Linked DNA regions of Dromaius novaehollandiae: region 1 is linked to region 2. The links are chromatin contacts, called in public Hi-C maps. All regions are on one chromosome and are shown on one strand. The core of a region is the stretch at or near the end of the contact, and the rest is flanking DNA. Distances in the headings are between cores, read along the strand shown. Region 1 holds the start of UBE2K (ubiquitin conjugating enzyme E2 K). Region 2 holds the start of PDS5A (PDS5 cohesin associated factor A).

What was found. Hi-C and Micro-C count contacts between places; a contact is called where the count stands out from the background.
Region 1: a contact with region 2 is called in a Hi-C map of ovary, with 2.7 times the contacts expected there. The contact joins the promoter of UBE2K here to the promoter of PDS5A in region 2. A contact is called at or near these places in 3 of 4 Hi-C or Micro-C datasets (blood, brain and ovary).

Annotation. Positions count from the first base shown.
Region 1 is chr4:62,825,834-62,828,583 of bDroNov1.hap1, reverse strand. UBE2K (ubiquitin conjugating enzyme E2 K) reads left to right here and starts at 1,263. Exons shown (of 7, transcript XM_064511265.1): 1 at 1,263-1,726. The coding sequence starts at 1,298. SMIM14 (small integral membrane protein 14) reads right to left here and starts at 1,531. Exons shown (of 6, transcript XM_064511268.1): 1 at 1,438-1,531; 2 at 550-643. The coding sequence starts at 552.
Region 2 is chr4:62,686,109-62,689,078 of bDroNov1.hap1, reverse strand. It overlaps PDS5A (PDS5 cohesin associated factor A), which reads right to left and starts at 1,451. Exons shown (of 33, transcript XM_064511263.1): 1 at 1,159-1,451; 2 at 213-383. The coding sequence starts at 1,185. It overlaps LOC112979520 (a long non-coding RNA gene), which reads left to right and starts at 1,500. Exons shown (of 2, transcript XR_003258192.2): 1 at 1,500-2,074.

The DNA of each region.
Region 1 (2,750 bases), core at 14-2,513, 140 kb before region 2:
TTGGAAACATAATAAAAACTGGGAAAAATGCATTGCGTATTGTGTCAAAGCCAAGCTTCGATATGAAGAAAGAGCTGACTCTCTGAACCAGAGGCACATAGTACAACGCTGTTCCAGGAGAATGGAGTTTTCCTAGTCAAATCATGGGAGAAGAGTAAACACACGGAAAAAAAGAACTATATGCATCTGTAAATAGCTGCCAAATTTTTTATCAGTTGGGCCTGTATTTTCTTTAATGTTTATATAATAGTCAAAATGCTGTGTACACTACTGGAGATAAATGAGCAGTATTTGCAGATGACAGCCATGCCACAAGTAGACAAGTCCCAACTATAAGCCACTACAATCAGGTTCTAAAAACACAGAAATGCTCCCTGTTGGGATAAATGTCTACGCTGTACATGGCCCTACACTGTACAGTTAGAGGAGGCACCGTATGTGTTTCTGTAGACCTTTAAGTCTTGAAAGCCTCTAGTTCCCGAACGAACGGTTGTGAATGCACCCTCACATTCCCTTCTGAAAATCTGTCTACGCTCTCCTGTTCCATACCATATCTCGCCCTTCTCAGACAAGCAGGGATGGTTCCTGGTACCTGTCCCGGTCTTCTGGGCAGTGCAACATCCGCGGCTCACAGTGCTCGCTTCTGCAATGAAATATAGCAGTCCGTTAGACAGCGCTGACACCTTCGCCTCTTACTCCCCTTCCAACATCCTGCAGCAGCAGCCGCGCAAGGAAGCGGGACTCGCGCGGCCTCCCCAGGGCCAGGGCTCCCCGGCTGCGGCCCCAGCCCCTCCATCCCGCGGGAGGGGGCAGCAGCCTCTCGAGGGCAGGCGCTGAGCCCGGGCAGGTGCGGAGTACCGCCGTCTGCTCCAGTGCGGAAAGAACAGCAGCAGCGGGCCGGGCAGCTGCTGGGGCACGGGAAAACCCGCTGGTTGTCTGCGCCCGAGGGCTTCCCGAGGAGACCCGGGAGCGGCGCCCCGGGCCAGGCGCTTCCCCGCGGGCGCCCCCCGCCTCCGCCGGCACCTCGGGCCCGCCCCGGGCGGCTCGCCCTCCACCCGCCGCCGGCTGCCCCCGCCCGCCGCCCTCCGCCGCCCCCGCCGCGGCCGGTGCCCCGGGGACCCCCGGTGCGTGCGGCGGGGCCGCATCGCCGCGGGGGGAGGCGGCGGGGCCGCGTCGCCGCTCCATCGCCGCCGGCAGCTCCGCCGCGGGGCGCGGCGCAGGGCTCCGCCGGCCCCAGCGGCGCCCGGGCGTGAGCCGGCGCCGCGGGAAACGTGCGCGGCCCGTGACAGGAGGAGCGATGGCGGCGGGCAGGCGTCCCCCCGCGGCCGGCGGCGGCGGCCTCCCCCGGGGCAGCGGGGAGGCGGGGGCCGCGAGGCGACGGTTGGCGCGTCCCGCCCTCCCTCGCGCCCTGCGCGGCGGCCGGCGCTCGCCCCCCACCGCCGCCGGGCAGCCCCGCCGCCGACTCCGCGCCGCTCCGCGCACACGGCGGCCCCTCCTGAGCAGCGGCGGCGGCGGCGGCGGCAGAGCCGGGTGCCGCAGCGCGCATGCTCGGCCTGGGCGCCATTTTGGTGGGGCCGGGAGTTATCCAGCGAGAGCGGCGGCGGAGCTTGCTGGGCCCGGCGCGGAGGCAGCGAGGGTGTGCGGGTCGGTGCCCGCTGCGGAGATGGCGAACATCGCGGTGCAGAGGATCAAGCGGGAGTTCAAGGAGGTGCTGAAGAGCGAGGAGGTCAGAGCCTCTCCCCGCTGCCCTGCCCGGGCGCCGCCGCCACCCTCCCCCATGCGTGTGTGCGGGCAGCAGGGTCGGTGCGGGCTCCCCGCCGGGCTGCGCCGGGACCCCGCTCCCTCCTCGGCCCCACCTCCCCGCGCTGGGGGTGGGCCCGGCCCACGGCCTCGGGGAGGGGAATGGCGATTCCCGGGGAGACGGGACCCGCCGCCGCGGCGGGGGGAAGGAGGGGGCCGCGGGGCCCCTCCCCCAGCGGGCAGCGGGCACCGCCGGAGGGCGAGCGGGGCCGGCGGGCCCGGCCTGCCGGCGGCAGGAAGCGCGGCGGCGGCGGGGGGCAGCGGCGGCGGCCGGGCCGGGCCGGGCCGGGCAGCCTCCGGCGGCGGCGCCCTCCGCCCTCGCGGGCCGTGGGCGGCCGAGGCGGCGGAGCCCGCTACCAGGCCGGGCGCCGCGGGGTGGAGCCGCCCACGCGCGGGGCTCCCGCGACCCTCGCGCGCGCGACTGCCGCGCGCATCCCCGCGCGGCCCTGGGCGCCGGGCGGTAGCGAGGGGGCCCGGCGGGGCTGAGTAGTAGGGCGGCGGGCACACGCAGCCCCCAGCTCACCTCTCCGGTCAGCCAGGGACTGTGGAGTATGTCTGCGTTTTATTTTTTGTTTTTAAGGGCTGCAGGTAAATCCCTGTTTATCTAGGTTACTTTAATCCATAACTTCCTTTATCCCAGCGTAGGTTAACTCACCTTAAGGTGGATGCTTTTAAAACCGCACTCCTTTAATTCTTGTTATCTAGTTTTCTGCCTTTCTAACTAGTATCTCTCTGAAGCGGCTCATGTTATTGAGAGGCAGGTGGTGGTCAGTGAGAGAAGTAGGCTGCTTTTGGCAAGATGTTAAAAGAAGTTTTGATCCGTTATTGGGAATATGTAGGGATGCAGGGTTGCATCAGTACAATTTTTGCTGTGTCTGTATGCGAGTTGGCGAACGTCAGCCAGATAGGTTTTAATAGTTGTGTCGTCATTATCGTCCTACTTGGGATGA
Region 2 (2,970 bases), core at 202-2,701:
TGAAAGAGCGCACAAACGCCTAGACAAGGCAGCACGGTCACGAATTGCAAAAAATGGCTCCTGCTCTTTTAAGGAAAGGCAAGAAAGTAGTATCCCCATGCAGGTCTGCAGCGAGGAGGAGACATTTCAACCACCACCGGAGAACCGCCTGCGACGAAATGTTTACTTTAAGCAGCAGAAGTTGCGCGGAGGGCAGGGGCAGGAACGCTTACCTTCAACCGTTTCACCACTTCATCGTTGGTAATTTTGTCTGTGATCTCCTTCACCCCGGGAGGGTAGTAGATAATTTTACCATCGGCAGTCGGTTTCGGTTGGGTAGCCGGGAAGTCCATCCTGGTGCTGCTGGTTATAAACTTTCCTTCTCCACAGTCCTCTACCGGCCTCTATCGGTCAGAAAACAAAAGTTCAGCAGAATAGAAACGACTTTCTAACCCTCTTTTTCCATTTCTAACCCTCAATTCACCGAAGGCCCCGCTTCTCGCCGCGGCGACGGAGCCCCCCGGCCCCGCGGCCGCCGCCTCCCGCGGCCGCCGCCGCCCCCGGCGAGGCCCCCGCCTCCGCCCGCGACTCCGGCCCCTCGGCGCCTCCTTTCACCGCGGGGCTGCTCCAGCGCGACGCGATTAGTTTGGAGCCGCCGATTTTACAATGAAATTCGGGGCTCGGCCGAATGATGCCCCGCGCCCCAGCGGCCGTGGCGACCCGCGGCGGGGGCCCCGCGGCCGGGCCCATCCCGGCGCCCGCGGGGCTCCGAGGCCGGCACATAAGCCCCAGGGCCGGCAGACGAGGCCTAAACAGTTAGGCCTCAAAACTATCGGGAGGCAGAGGAGCCGACAGGAGAGGGGGCAGGGAGGCGGCGGCGCCGATCGCAAACAAAACCCCCCGCGGCCCCCGGCCCCCCGCCGGCCCCCCCGCGGCGGCGGGGCCCCCCCGGCGGCGGGGGCCAGGCCACTCTCCACTTTCCATTTTGTTCCCGCAACTTCATGTCCCTCAGCCCGCGCCCCGCCGCCCGCCCGCGCCCCGCCGCCCCTCACCCAACTCCCGCGGCGGGGCCCACAAAGAGCCCCCCGGCGCGGCGCAGCGCGCACACCCCCGCCGGCCGCGGGCGACGGGGAGGCGGGGGCGCGCAGGGAGGGAAGCGGGACCCGGAGCCGCCTTTACCTCATGCAGCTCCGGAAGGTGCAGCATTGAGTAGCCTCCGTGCCGGGTGGTGCTCGCCGCGCCGCCCCCGCCGGCCGCTGCCCCGGCGGCGCCCGCTGCCTGCCTGCTCCGCGGTGCGGCGGCGACTCCCGCTCCGGCTCCGGCTCCGGCTCCTGCTCGCGGAGGGCTGGGGGAGGGGGAAGGCTGCTCGGTGGCGGCGGCCGGGGAGAGGGGGAGGCTCCGGCGGAGCGTGCGCCGCGGGGACACAGTGCCGCTCTCCGTCCGGCCGCGGAAGAGCAGCCCGGGAGGAGGCTCCGCGCCCTGCCCCCTTCCCTCCCTGCCTCCGCCCGCACCGCGCCGCGCCGCCCCGCCAGGAGCCGCCGCGCCGCGCCGGCCAGCGAGGCCCCGGGCCGCGCCGCGCCTCGTGCAGGGCGGCGGCGGGCAGTACCGGGCGCGGCCGCCGCAGCGCTGCCTCCCGCTTGGCGCCAAAAGCCCCGGAGCGGCGCCGGCGCCGGGGCCCGGTACTAGCGGGCCGCGGACGGCGGCTGCTCCGGCCCGGCGGCTGCTGCGGCCTGCCCGAGCCCGGCGGGGCCCCTCCCGTGGCGGCGGGCGGCCGAGGCGAGGCCTGGCCGGGGCTGCCAGGCCGCGGCGCTGCGTGCGGCAGAGGGAAGCCGCTCTGCCCCGGGCCGGGCTGGGCTCTGCGGGCCTCGGGGTCGGGCCCTGCCTCGCCGCTGCCTCGGAGCGGTTTCCAGACGGCTTTGAACCCGCGTTTCCTGCCGACTTATTATTTTGTAACTGGCGGTGGCGAGGCCCGGCCGGCGCGATAAATAACGAAATAGGGGAAAGTAGTTTATGGTGGCGCAGTCTGTGCCGCGGCAGGGAGAAGTAAATAGCCCTTCTTCAAACGGATCGTGGAGAGAGCCGCTTCTGCATGCTGGTATCTAAATTTTTCTTCTTCGTTGTCAGCAGATGAGTTTCTCAGAAATTAATTTAGTTACAGATCTTCAGGAGAAGCTTGAATATGCGTGCTGAAGGAGCCCTTGCCAGTAAACTCAGAAGAGCCTTCCATGCAAAAATGTGCTTTGTAATTTAATATTCTTCCATATTTCGAGGAGGTGGAATATATTTTGAAAGTCAGTGGTGAAGTAGGATATATCTGTCCACTTTGAATCAGCGTTACATGTTAAGCGTGTCTGTGTTTATGTATAAAGTGTTTTCCGTATGCCTGCCCTCCTCGGAGAAGGTGTGTGACACCAAAAGATCATTTTTAACTGATCAAGACTAATCTAAGGTCTCCAGCTGATTGGTTTTTGGCTACTGACACCCACTGAAAGTACTGTTGTTCCCAGTTTTGAAAATCGCCCGTGAGTTGTCCGTAGAGGACACTACAGCGAGGAGGTCGGGGTGAGCCCGGGAGGGACCGGGCTCCTCGTGGGCTGGGAGCTGGCCGGGCCTTCGTGGCGGGGCCTGGCTGGGCCTGGCCTTGCCGTGCGCAGGAGGAGCTGCAGGGCCTGCCAAAAGGTGTGGGAAGGAATAAGCGCCACCGCTTACGGCCAAGTGTGCCGAGGTCTGCCTCGACAAGGGGTGAGAGGAAAAGCGTGCAAAGACTGAGGGTTTCTTGGGTGCTTCTGGAGTAATGTCTCTCTTAAATCTGTATTCCTTGTGTCCCTGCCGTGTTGTCCTGGGGGAGATAAATTGAAAACCTTGGGTGTCCATAGCCTATGTGAAACCCACTCAGAAGAATGATACTGAAAGCGCCTGAGGATTGCAAGAAATGCTTAAGAGATCTCAGACTCTGATTTGGAGATGTAGAAGGTGCCACACAAGAGGCTT